Linked DNA regions of Mus musculus: all the other regions are linked to region 3. A link is a contact called in public promoter capture Hi-C data. All regions are on one chromosome and are shown on one strand. The core of a region is the stretch at or near the end of the contact, and the rest is flanking DNA. Distances in the headings are between cores, read along the strand shown. Region 1 overlaps Thrb (thyroid hormone receptor beta). Region 2 overlaps Thrb (thyroid hormone receptor beta). Region 3 overlaps Ube2e2 (ubiquitin-conjugating enzyme E2E 2).

Evidence for each region. Capture Hi-C pulls out chosen DNA fragments and counts their contacts.
Region 1: a promoter capture Hi-C map of liver shows a contact between it and region 3, with 2.9 times the contacts expected there. The contact joins two enhancer-like sites. A contact is called at or near these places in 1 of 39 promoter capture datasets (cranial neural crest) and 1 of 9 other capture datasets (liver).
Region 2: a promoter capture Hi-C map of liver shows a contact between it and region 3, with 3 times the contacts expected there. The contact joins two enhancer-like sites. A contact is called at or near these places in 1 of 115 datasets of contacts at active chromatin or transcription factors (stem cell-derived neural progenitor cells) and 1 of 9 other capture datasets (liver).

Annotation. Positions count from the first base shown.
Region 1 is chr14:17,696,129-17,700,635 of GRCm38.p6, reverse strand. All of the region lies in intron 1 of Thrb (thyroid hormone receptor beta), which reads right to left. Among named protein-coding and RNA genes, the nearest start is that of Thrb, 37 kb to the right of the region's middle. Within about 2 kb of position 2,220, at least 14 of the 459 cell types and tissues checked have an H3K27ac peak or open chromatin away from gene starts, as enhancers often do. A contact at or near this core is called in liver, where this site is marked.
Region 2 is chr14:17,844,063-17,848,115 of GRCm38.p6, reverse strand. All of the region lies in intron 2 of Thrb (thyroid hormone receptor beta), which reads right to left. Among named protein-coding and RNA genes, the nearest start is that of Thrb, 190 kb to the right of the region's middle. Within about 2 kb of position 2,090, at least 23 of the 459 cell types and tissues checked have an H3K27ac peak or open chromatin away from gene starts, as enhancers often do. A contact at or near this core is called in liver, where this site is marked.
Region 3 is chr14:18,887,953-18,892,274 of GRCm38.p6, reverse strand. Ube2e2 (ubiquitin-conjugating enzyme E2E 2) reads left to right here. Exons shown (of 6, transcript NM_144839.2): 2 at 3,826-4,009. The coding sequence starts at 3,834. Among named protein-coding and RNA genes, the nearest start is that of Ube2e2, 3.7 kb to the left of the region's middle. Within about 2 kb of position 2,499, at least 6 of the 459 cell types and tissues checked have an H3K27ac peak or open chromatin away from gene starts, as enhancers often do. A contact at or near this core is called in liver, where this site is marked.

The DNA of each region.
Region 1 (4,507 bases), core at 971-3,470, 1.2 Mb after region 3:
AAAAATCTTGGAAAAACCCTTTTCTTTGAAAAAATGGAGTCTGCTTAACTGAGAAAGACAATAATGGCACCCAATATAATAATAGTAATAACATCAATGGTGTCCACCGCCAGTGGGAATGAATGCAATGTACAACAGATGTAACGGAATGCTCTCCTTGGGCAATGATAAGGGCGTTTTTACAGCTTGTTGCTAATAGTGAGCAAAGGTGAAGTACAAAGATAACAGGCAGTGCTCTCTACAGAGGGCAATCTCAATGTTCAGCTCTTCATTAAGATGGCTGGTCTGTCTCTCACCTGACAGGACTAGGTCCAAGACAACATTTCCAAAACTGAGGCACAACCCCCAAGAATTTGCCAGGAATTTACAAAGTACACAGGAAAATAAACACTTTGGTCTTTAAAGGTTTGCAGGAAGCACAGACTGAATGGCAAAAATGCACATTAAAATGGTCAAGAGACAGAAAGTTTTGGAATCCAGAAAATTTGTTTCTGAGAAGAAAGGACAACTGCTTGCTGGCTTTGGAGAGAGAGGAGAAGGCAGACCAGCAGATGACAACAAAGGACAGTGTGTACCAGGTGAAATGGGTGACAGGAGGGACCACACAGGTGTGGAGGGAGGTGTGAGCTCAGATTCCAGAGAATAAGCATTGAGGATAACCCCAAAGACAGCCGTAAAAGAGATGGAGGAAGGCAGAGAGTAGGTGGTCAGAACAGAGGCAGGGGCAGAGTTAGTTCTTGATTTGAGTGCTAGGAAGTAAAAGAAGGTCACAGAAGTACAAGAAGGTGGCTATATAATTGGTCCCCAAAGCAAAGAAAGAAGAAAATGGAGCTGGAAATCATGTAGATGTCACCATGACTGCTAAGCAAGCTGTTTGAGCTGGCACAGAACAAAGCATGCAATGAGTCTTCATTCATTAAATCTGCTCTCAGCCACTTTTGTGGCTTCCCATATGCAGGGCCCATTTCTGAAACCAGGGCAGTGGGCTTAGAAATGCAGTATACCACGCAAAAAATTCCCAGCAAGATCTACCTGACATTTGTCAGAAATTGGCATTTTGACAACAAAGCTCTAGGACCATGCAAGTGTCCCAAGCTGGAGACCACCCCAAGGACAGATTGCAGGGCCAAACTTAAACTCATTGAGAAAGAACCTAACTTACTTTTCCTGCTTGGTAATAGACCATTGTTTAGTCCCACAACCCCAACTTGCAGTGGGATATTTAACTTTCTCAAAAACCGAGTCAGTATCAGTTTTTTATGCAGATATTTGTCTACAGACATCATATCTGGGCAAAAGGTTTTTGGAAGACGTGCAAAGGCATTTCAAATTAATGGACTCAATCTAAAGAATATTGATTTTATCTTTTAGCTAAACACTTGGCCTGTAGGGAAAGCTTAACTCAAACAAAACAATACACTGGCAAGATTTTTCTGCACAAATATTAATCTTAGTAATGAATTATAATGATGAGGGAAAGGGAATTAGATCCCTTCAAGTAGAATGACATAATTTGATTTCAATATTTTTCCGTTTAAAAATTTACCTTAATTCTTTAAACAACACACACACACACACACACACACACACACACACACACACACTCCCTTCCACAACAGGAAAACTGGGAAAGCACAGACTAGGGGATCCGTAAGGCTTTCTAGATAGTTAGCCTAGCCACATTGCTGAGTTTCAGTTTCAGTGAGAACCCTCATCTCAAAAACTAAGATGAGGAGTGATTGAGGAAGACCCCTGATATCTGCTTCTGTGGTCCACATACACATACGTGTACACACACCCACACATGTCCAGACTCAGAGGTCCACTACATAAGCACAGCTCTGATACTAGATACATATTCATAAGCTGGAAATTATTAGTATTAATTCAAGGGAAGTAAGGATAAAGTACTGAGTTCCTGTAGAAGGCCGGGTAATAGGCCTGCTGGATTACAACAGAACTTGTATTTACACCAGCAAACCTCCTTAAAGCTTATTTGTCCTGATGTGGTCCTGCATTCAGATATGAGTGGCAAAGTCTGGGAGATAATTCTGGTGAACAATGATGCCCTCGCCCCTCTGTACCTTTAGGTACACGTTCTAGGTTATGTGTAAAATGCCCTACTTTCCTCTTTAAAATGACCCAACCTATGTATTGACAAGGGCTTGCACCACGTACACTGTATGACACTTCTGTTCATTTTCTCTAAAAACTCGAAAGTAAGTTTCTGAGTTGTGCAATAGTGAACTTTATCCTCCTGGACAAATTAAACCAGGTGTTCTGAAGTGCAGGTAAATGGAAAACCGTTTTGTTTTGTTTTTTTTTTTAATTTGTTTGCTTTTTGTTTTTTAAAAAACAAAACAAAAAACAAAAAACAAAAAACAAAAACCCAAACAAACAACAGGACAATCTTTGTCAGGCATACTTCCCCCCCCGCCCTCCCCTCGAAGAGAGATTAAGGTTTCTACAGTGGACTGGTATGAAGGTCACCAAACCAATGTTGCAATCTTAAAGTGACAATAACAGCAGTCATGCCTGGTGGCGGCAGCTTAGGACCAAACTAGGTTACTCCGTTCCCAGAGGCCAGTTATCCAGGAGTGCAAATGAACATGTCAAAATACTCTTAAGATTAGGACAATTTTCTTCTTTAATTAAAACATATCCAAATAGCATAATTAAAAATTATGTGGTATTCCATGACCCTAAGGAATATCTTCAAGACAAATCTGACCGATGGAGAGACAGCTGCCACTTGAGTGTTCAGTATCCACCTGCTCACAATGTTTAAACTTCCCTGTAGTTTCTACTGGAAAAAAATTTACTTTGGGGTGAAGGAGCCAAAGCCAGGAGCCACCTGACCTACCTTTAGCTTTCTAAGTGAAAACCTTAAGGCAGCTCTGGGGATACGGAGACCTCTGCTCGTCTTCTCTCTCGTGACCAGAGAGTCTCATTGGCAGCTTACAGGCTCATGCAGAGCAATCAGCTCTCACTCAGAATGGCTGTGCTGGGCTCTCTGTCCCTGCTGCATATGAAACTCTCTGCGAGTTGGTAAGGGGTGTCAGACTCCAGCACCTGAATCTGAAACAGACTTTTAAATACCAGCTTCATTTGGTACTTGTACAACAGTTCCAGGTTTATGAAGGTGGGGAAAGCTGGGAACTTTGTTTTAAGTGGGTTGACCAAACCCTCAAGCCCCAAGCTCAGTGTACCCAGAACCCTGGGATTAGGTCACATTCTGGAGTACTTAACATCTAGAAATGCCTGAATTATGTAGGGCTGATGACAAGTATTGACTCTGAGAAAAATGAGGTAACTTGGGGGCCAGATCTCAGTGTTCCACTAAGTAACTGAGCTTGAGGTCAGGGTAGATTGGCAAAGACCAATTCTGACTTCATTAAAAATAAGTATTCCATTGTCATGGATCTCTTGTACTTTGGTTTCAGTTTTTAAAAGAATGCATTGAAATATTTGTCTTAATTACTTACTCACTTGGGACTCCCTCAGAGTTTGTATCCAGTATGTTCTCACTACCCTCAACCTGGTCCTTAAGTCTCTTACTGCCTTTCTTATCTTCCCATTGTCCTCTCCCAGTGGAGGTAGGCAGGGTGCTGGGAGGGTGCTGGAGATGTGTGCAGCTGAGATAGGAATGGCAGGGGGAGTCTTGCTGCGGAAAAGGTCTCAGCATGAGCTTCCAGGCAGTGGCCTACGCAGCTTACAGGTATCATTTCTGCTCTTTACCTATAAGAAATGTCTACTTGTGATGGTTAGTTGTCAATGTAAACTTGTTGAAATCTAGAATCAACTAGGAATAAAGTCTCAGTTTAGAAATCAGGTTTGTCTGTGGCCATTTCTGTGGGGATTGTCTTGATTGGTAATTGACCTGGAAATAAAGACCCAGCCCATTGTGCACAGGCACTAGGCAGGGACTCTGGACTCTGGAAGAGTATGGGCAGTAAGCAGGGATACATTTATTTTTCCATTTGCTTTTGAGTGTGGATGTGATCTGACTAGCGTCTTGAGTTCCTGCCTTATTTTCTCCAAAATAATGAACTGTGACCTAGAATTGTAAGTCAAATACCCCCCCCCCCCTTTATGTCTCTTTCTGTCAGGGTGTTTTTATCATGACAACAGAAGAGAAACACTACAGAGGCAGCAGACATTTGAAAGAGAGGTGTTCCCACTCCCCTCTGCCTAGGAACCAGCACAGCACTGCAGCCAGCCTTCAAGCACCAACAGAGGATTGGCCCTTGCTTCTTCCTCTCGGGTCTCAGCCTCCGACATCCACATGTAGACTAGTTGTAGCCGTTCAAGTAGTAAACAGAGAATGGTTCAAAGGTCTGTGTGGTAACAATATATAACTGCATCTACCTCCCCTCTGACAAAGGTAGGCTCTTACATTGTTTCACCACCTGGGGTGAGGGGGATTCTAAATACTGACTCTTTTATTGCAAATGGATCCACTGTGCTTTGGTTTGTTCTGTCTCTGGTCTGGGATATGACTCAGACC
Region 2 (4,053 bases), core at 841-3,340, 1.0 Mb after region 3:
TTATTTTCCTTTTATGCTTCTCCAAAATTTTTTAAGTTTAGAAAATGCATCATTATACACTATATACATTTATTACAACTGATTCTTCTAGCTGCCAATAGAAAGGTTTGAAATTTGATATATATGTATATACATATGTGTGTGTATAAATACATACACACATACATACATACATACATACATGTATACTGTCTTTTTAAAGATTCAGATAGAGAATTGACAGTACATTTGTGGAACCATACCCTTATCAAGGGCATGCCAGAACTCCAAGCGGCTGGCCACTAATGTCCGTCCATGCCCTTCAGATGAACACACATTGCTTGACTCTCATTAACTGTAACAGCATTGAGAGCATTACAGGGCTAGATTGATGCTCACCTTGCTGTCCTCTGGGCTCAGATGACTTTGAGACATCTCTACATTCAGTCCAACCTCCAGGTTCCACAGGATAGAGGCTTTCCAGCCCAGTGAGCTTCTGGGAGGCCAGTTACGTCCTGTATTTGTGTAGCCGTGCTCTCCCAGTTACACTTTCTTGCAGTGAATTTCAGTTGTCCTGGCTTGCCAACACTGGACTGCTGTCATGACTGGTAGGACTGACCACAAGCTATTCCTCCCAGACAGCTAGCTCATAGCCCATGCTTCTCTCCAGGAGGGCCAGGGGCTCCCTCTCAGCGTTCTGGCCTGCTGCCGGAGGCCAGTATTGCAGCAAGCAGCCAGCAAAGCGTGTCGTAACCCAACCCCTTGTTGAAATGGGACTCCCAGCATCGGGAGGCTCCTGGGCAGCGAACACCTGACGTGCTACCTTATCCACAGCCATTAGAATGCTCACTATCCTCCTGGCCCAGCATGGCTATAATCATAATTGCTGAGTAAAATGGCTCTCTCCACTAATTATGCTACTTTTAGCCAGCCACGAGGGAAATAATAATTTGGCTTGAAACAAGTCTTCAGGTTCCTCATGGCTGGGAAGAGTCCTTGGGTTAAAGGTCATCAAGATAGAGGCTTGATAATTGTCAATGTAAATGTCAGGTGTTTGGCTTTTTAAATACTATTTTATTCTGGGAAAAAGCAGTGCTTTGGAAGTGGCCCCTGTTCCCTGTAAGCAAGCCTGGCAATGGCTTTAATTTGCTTTACTTCTGTCTTGAGCTAGTATGTTTCTGCTGTTGTGCCAGATCTGCGAGCTGCCTGCAGGCCAAGGCAGCGCCCCAAAAGGAACTCTCCCATCACCCTGATTTGTTTACTCCAGTGGAGATCTCTGCAGCTGTAGCAGAGTCATGACCATGGCTGCTAGTGAGTGATCCAAACTGGAGCTGACCAAGAGAGGCTGAGCAGAGGGTGCATAGAGCCAGGATGGCAAAGGCATCATTCCTATGACACAATGCCTTTGGATCTTCCAAAGGTGCTAGCATGCTTCACTCTCTCTCCTCTTTTCCATCTGTGACCTCTTCTCTCAGCCCCCTTTTTCCCTCCTTCTTCCCTTCCTCTTAATTCCTTCCTCCTCCATTTTTCTCTTTCAATCCCCACACCCCCCACTCACATGCTATACACAGTTCACTCTGTATTTTCCTCTCAAGCTTTCTGAAATGCTTGGTTTCCAGTCACCAAGCTTTGTTAATTTCCTCCCTCCTCCTTCTTTTTTTGGGGGAAGACTATGATGCTGATGTCCAGGCCAAATCTTTCTTGAAGGTGTTTCTTATATCTCTTATGTGTCTCTAGCCTCAGTTGCTTCCCACTAGGTCAAGGGAGTGTCCTACTTTTCAGCCTCCAAATGACTCTGTCCCAACCTGATCATGGCCCCTGCAGCCCTTCACAATGCAATTCTTCTGCCACCAGGCACACTGACAACTCTAAAACGTACTTTGCTTGAATACACATCCACACTCTTATTCCTGCTCACTCCTTTTATTTGGAAAGGCTGACCATGCTTCTCCTACCCTCATCCTACTGGCACAGGCAGAGCTGTTGCTTCCGAGCTCGTGTTAACGTTGTGTTATAACCACTACTCTCTCCGTCTCCTCAGATAGGCTCAGAGTTCCTAGGGCAAAGGTGTTGCTGATTTACCCACCTAGCAGTTGCACAACAGATAAGGTGCTGGGTAAACTTTGCTTCTTTGAATTTTACAAGTTGAAAGAGTCAGCATGGACAGAACCTCTCAAGAAGTGTAAACAACACATTGAGCCAAACCTGTGGCTGGAGCAATTGCTTAATCTCCTCGTCTTGGTTTCCCTACCCATAGAGCAGGAATCTATTGTCCATTTCTAGGAGCATCATGGGGCTTAATGAGTTGCTCTGTGACCATGCCACACACAACACAGCTGGAAATAGAGACTACTGCTACGTGAGTGTTGAATAAAACTGTAGCAATTCTGCTATCCCATGGCTGACTCTGTTGTGCTTGAGAGAAAAGGCTCTAGACACTATTTGGCCTGACTTGATTTAAATGAGTATATTCTTTACTAGATTGTATGTGTCTTAATCCTCCAGTTAGAAAGATGGATGCTAATGCCGTTCATGAAACTAAATTCCATAGGAGAGCTATGCATGGGCAGCCCTACTTGGGGCTGTTTGCACAGACTGGGTTGGTAGGTCTGGAAATCATATGGTTTAAAAAATAACCTAGATATGAAATAGCAATTATTGCATTACCACAGATAGGAAAGCACACACTGGTTACTGTTTAACAGAAAATGTGCTCAACTTCCAGAAAAGATGCTTGAAAGAAACTGAACACCATGCAAATTATCCTCAAAGAAGTTAAATTCTGTGGTTTACAGCAGTTAGGAGCATTCTAGATTCCTTCTGCCTGTAGATAAACAGAGATTCTTTGGGTTGAGCAGCCCACCGCCGTGACTAGCCCTGCACATGTGAATGGCCTCTCTGTATCATTTGCACATGCTCTCGACAGAGCCCCAGGCTCTAGCTGCCCTAGTCTACCTGGAAAAGCCCTGTGGAGACTCAGTTGGTAAGGCAGCTGACTCCTCTGATAGCCTTCCTCTCCCACTTGTAAAACCAAATCTAGAAAGATCTCTGGATCATACAGTAGATCTATTTCTAGTACGGAATCTGCATCCAGATTTCCCCCTGGCTGTATCAGTCTGTAACTCTCATCTGCAGCAAGTCAGTGTGGTCCCCTTTCCTACATGCACTGTAGTGGTTTTTGTTTGTTTTGTCATTTGATTTCTTGCTTTTATCTATTCTGACTGGGGTAAGATAAAATTGCAATGTGCATTTCATTGACAGCTAAGGATGTTCAGCATTTAAAAAAATATTTCTTAGCCATTTGTATTTCATCTATCAAGTCTCTATCTAGTTGCATATTCTATTTTTAAATTGGTTTGGGGTTTTTGTGTGTGTGTGTTTAGATTTTTGAGTTCTTTGTATATTCTAGACATTAACCCTCTGACAGATGTATAACTGGTAGAGGGTCCCCCTACAACCCCTATTTTGTAGGCTGCCTCTTCACTTGAATAGTGGTATCTTTTGCTGTAAAACCTCTTTTTTTTTAATTTCATCAAGTCTTGTTTATCAGCTGTTGATCTTAATAAAGTAATCAACAGTCTTAGTCAGCTGTGAACTCAAGCAAGCTACAGCAATGACCGACCTGGCGAGATATGGCCACTAGTGCAATAACTGCATACATGTTATTAGAATAACTAACCAAGTGTTTCTAATTATATTTAAAGTGTGATCTACAAGGCAGAAGAACTCTTGCATGCCTGGCACCATTAACTGGGCTAGCCCACCATGGCTGGCTAGAAAGAGAAACCTAATACTGTTATTTTGGTAAAGTGGCATACCAAATAAACTACCCCTTAAGTTTTAATCTTCATATGCATAGATCAGTGCATCTCTTAGTCCTCATCAGAAAAACTCCTTTTTGCAACTAGACCCATAACTGGTTAACGTGCAAAGAATAAGAGGCTGTGGAGTACTCTGCTCTAAGCAGGATATTTATTATCCTTTTATTATCCTTCTGTCTCTAAGACTCAGATCATTGCAGAAAGATTGTGATTCAGAGCTGGTGGATATCTAAAGAAAAACAGTATGTTCCAG
Region 3 (4,322 bases), core at 1,250-3,749:
TAATGTGGACTTGAGTACTGTTGGTTTCATCGGTGGGATTTGTTTAGATCCGTAAGTTTTTCTGAAACACGCTAATTTCACTCACTATGTGCTGGGAATTTCCAGAGCCTGATGACATCACAGAGCACATAGTCAATAAAGCTCAAAAAGAATGAGTGTGTTTAAATACCTAAATGTAATATGTTTATATTTAGTTAGAAACTAAGGGTTACTTGAATCTGAAGTAAAAATATCACTTTAGGTGTCTTAAGATCTTTGAAACTGTCATTGGAGGATGTATTTGTGTTTAGATCCCTGGAATTTAGCTTCCTTCTAGGTTAGGGAATTAGCTCTTTAGGAATTAATTTTAAAATGCCAGAGAAGTTAATATGTAGAAGTTTTAATTCAGGGACCTACTCATTTTTACTTTAGAGAGACAAGGCACCAATTTTATACATAGTTCATTTGAGTGACCTGCAGAGGATTTCCTCTCATAAGAGTTAATTGTGCCAGAGTACACAATCATGTTGTCCCCTTTTTTCTGTAATCAAGGATTCAGAAAACACTCAGCAGAAAGTCTCTTAAGTCTTGACATTTGAATAGGAGATACAGAGCCTTTGTCTAAATGGTTTTATAATGCTTATCAGTGTTCTCAGGAGGATTTGTCATTTGTACGTAAAGATTTGGATCGGATAAGGTATCTTAGATCAAAAATAGAAATAATTTTTTAAACTGTAAAACTAGAGAAATTATGCTTCTGTTTAGCCATTTAATTGCTTTCTGGGGAAGTGTTCTGGTTGAGCCCAGGCCTTCACATATACGCTTGGCAAGGGCTCTAGAACTGAGCCATACCCCCAGACCTTTAATAGTAGTTTAGTAGTTTAATCTTCTGGTATTCTGAAGTAGTTGAGGAAATTTCAGTTTCAGATTATGGCCCATTACATCATTGCATAGTCTATTCAGTATTATATAGTTTACACATTACTAGGTGTGCACAAAAGAGTATTGAAATGTGTGCACTTCATGACTGATGCAGCACACAGCAGTCACAGCTGTGCTTGCAGTGTAAGGCAACTACTTTTCTAGAGTTCTTGTGTTTGCCATGTGATGGATTGCCTCAGGTTTAGGATACATAGAACAATTTCTCACTGATTTCACATCTCTTAAAAGTTTGCTCACAGTACCCTACCTTGAGAGCATCTAATCCTAAGAATGCTTCTTTCTGTTTCCCTGCTTATACATAAGCCTGCTTAGCTAGCATGCTATATAGCACATACTTACAAGGTTTTTAACTTTAGATATATTTTAACTCAAAGAAGCAAGCTGAGAAAGAATACAAATATTAAATCCAATAATAAGAATGTTAAAGTCAAATAAGAAAACCCAAGAAATATACTCAGGCTTTTAGAGCTAGACATGAAACATAGAGACATAAAATTTCGGTATTCTGTTAAGTGACTTTATTGCTCATAAAAGGTGTCTTAGCCGTGGGGAATGATGCTCTCCACTTACAAGAGAGAGGGAGAGCAGTCTCAATGTCCTGTGAGTGTGTGAGAGCTATTTGGACAGACTTACTGGATGTCATGAACAAAGGGACTAGGGATGAGGATGGTCATGTCATATGTAGTGTCTGTTGATGCTTTATCGCTGTGCTTCCTGCTTCTTCCAGTACTGTGCTGTGCATATTTGTCTTATAAGCTTCTCATAGAAAACTTTCAGTCTGTTAAAGGCCTGCATTTAGAAAAGCTACCATGGTTTTGAATAAACTCTAGGATGAGCTGATGGTGATGAATGTTGATCAGAAGTACTGGGTCATGCCTTTGAACTAGGTAATGATAATAATAAATTGTATTTGAAGTGTCTGTTTTTTGTGTGTACTGAAGTTTGCTCTTGACCATGTCAACAACAGTTTTATTTCAGTCTTAATTTAAGAGTAACCAAAATGGATCCTTTTCAAGAGGACTTTGGATAAAACTCTTTCTCTTTATCTCTTCCCTTCCCCATGTATGTGTGTTTTACCCTTGATGGTGGTGGTGGTGGTGGTAGTGCTGGTGGTGGTGATGACTCTAGTCACAGGCAGTCTCGTTTTTCAAAAGCATGTCTGAGCTGAAGCTATATGATACTCAAAGTGATTACTGGTGACTTGAGGCCCTGTAGAGTCTGAACATGACTTTTGTCAGTTTCATTCTAGGTCTGTCAGCTTGTTAGGTCATACAGGATGTGATAGTAAGGACCAACCTGGGGCTGATTATAATACAATGAGATTGGAGAAGGGCTATCCATTTCTCAGTGCATTTTTGTGTCACTATCTAGGTTATAACGGCTACCTAGGTATCAAAGTATTACGGGAATTGAGTTAGTCATCAGAGCTGCTCCAGGAGCATGAACTCAAAGCAAAGTGAATTCTGAACCTCTAGGGAGATTTCCTCCAGACTGGGAAAAAAGGAATCCTTCAGTGTCTCGGTACACTCTCTATCTGTTGTGCAACATGGTTGCCTAGTCGAGCTGGATCAGAGCCCACACCCTCCTAAGCTTCAGTTCTTATTTAGGATCACATGGTTTCTGTTCTGTTATCACAAAGGTTACTTAAAACAATTTCCCAGCTTAGAGGATTTTAAGCTTGGCTCAGCTCTAAGGATGTATTGATTGGATATTAGCGTGGCAGTACCACTCTCTCTCAGCCCTGTGCCTTTTTACACCGACTTGTCAGGACACTTTGCAGGTCTCTTTACCTGTCTGGACATCTCATAGCTGAGCCCAAAATGCTTCTCCCAGTGCCTATAAAAATTAGGCTCTCAGTCCTTTCTCTCCCCCCCCCCCCCTATTTAAAATACTTATTTTATATTCTGTGTATCGATGTTTGTTTGCATGTATGTCGTGCACCATATATATGCCTGGGTGCCGAGGGAGGCCAGAGAGGGTGTCATATCACCTGGAACTGGAGCTATAGCCCATTGTGAGTTACCATGTGTGTGTTAGGAATTGATTCCAGTCTCTCTGGAAGAGCAGCCAGTTTTCATAACCCCTGAACTCTCTCTCCAACCCCTTCTGGTTTATCTTGTGCCAGTTCTTTTGAGATATAATTTACCTTATAAAAGTAACCCCCTCCATTTTTGTAAATGCTGGCGGTTGAACTTTGCTGAGTGTGCACTGTCCAAAATGCCCCTCCAGCCCCAAGGCTGCCATCTTAAAAGGTATAACTTAGCCTAGGGATTGCAGGTAGCTCAATGGCAGCACCTGCCTATCATGCCAAGATCCTGAGTTGAGTCCTCAGCAGTACAAAGCAAAGCAGAACTCCGAGGCTTTTCTACTATAAGCACTAGTTAATTTAAGAATATTATTATCACTCAGTAGAAACTTTCTGCCCATTAGAAAACACTTTCCTGTACTGTCTCTACATTCCCACCATGTACCTGTCTAGACATTCCTTACAAATGAGCTTGTACAGTCTGGTCCTTCTGGCTGGCTTCGCTCACTTAGCATAAAGATTCAAGATCTTTCTGCTGAAGCTTGCAGATGCCAGACTTCATTTGTTTCTGTGCCTGAGGTATATTGTCATGTGGATGCACCATGCTTTACCCGTCAATTAGAGAACATTTGAATTGTTTTTACTTTCTGCCTTGTGAATAAAATTGCTACCAACATTTGTTTCTAAATTTTCCATGAATGCAGAGAAGAGAGGTTTTAGCAAACCCCAGAGTTATTTGTTCTATAAATGGGCAATTCTCATTTTTATACCTAATTATACTTCTTTTGTTTCATGGGCTCTGTTTCTCTTCATTATGAACATACCTTGTTGTAGTCCCTACCACAGCAGAATAAATGACATGCCATTCTTTAATCCAGGATCTAAGATGTCCACTGAGGCGCAGAGAGTTGATGACAGTCCAAGCACTAGTGGAGGAAGTTCTGATGGAGATCAGCGGGAGAGCGTTCAGCAGGAACCTGATCGAGAACAAGTTCAGCCTAAGAAAAAGGAGGGGAAGATATCCAGCAAGACAGCCGCGAAACTGTCAACCAGTGCCAAAAGGTAGCCAGCCGTTGTTAGCACTTCATTTGAATTTCCTTCCTTGTACTTAGTTGATTTTCTGGACTGAAGGTCATAGGGTTTATAGATTGTCTCCCCTTTTATATGATGTGGTCTTTTAAAAATGTGCTTTTTAATTGTGGAAACCTTTTTAAAGTCATGGCATATTATAAAATTGGCACTTGTAGTGTTTTGAAATATTTATATCTTGATAGAAAATGTGGGTAGGACATTATAAACGTATAATTTGATTTATGGTTATTTGATTGTGAATATATGCTCAATGACACAGAATTGGCATTGAGAATCTCTTGGC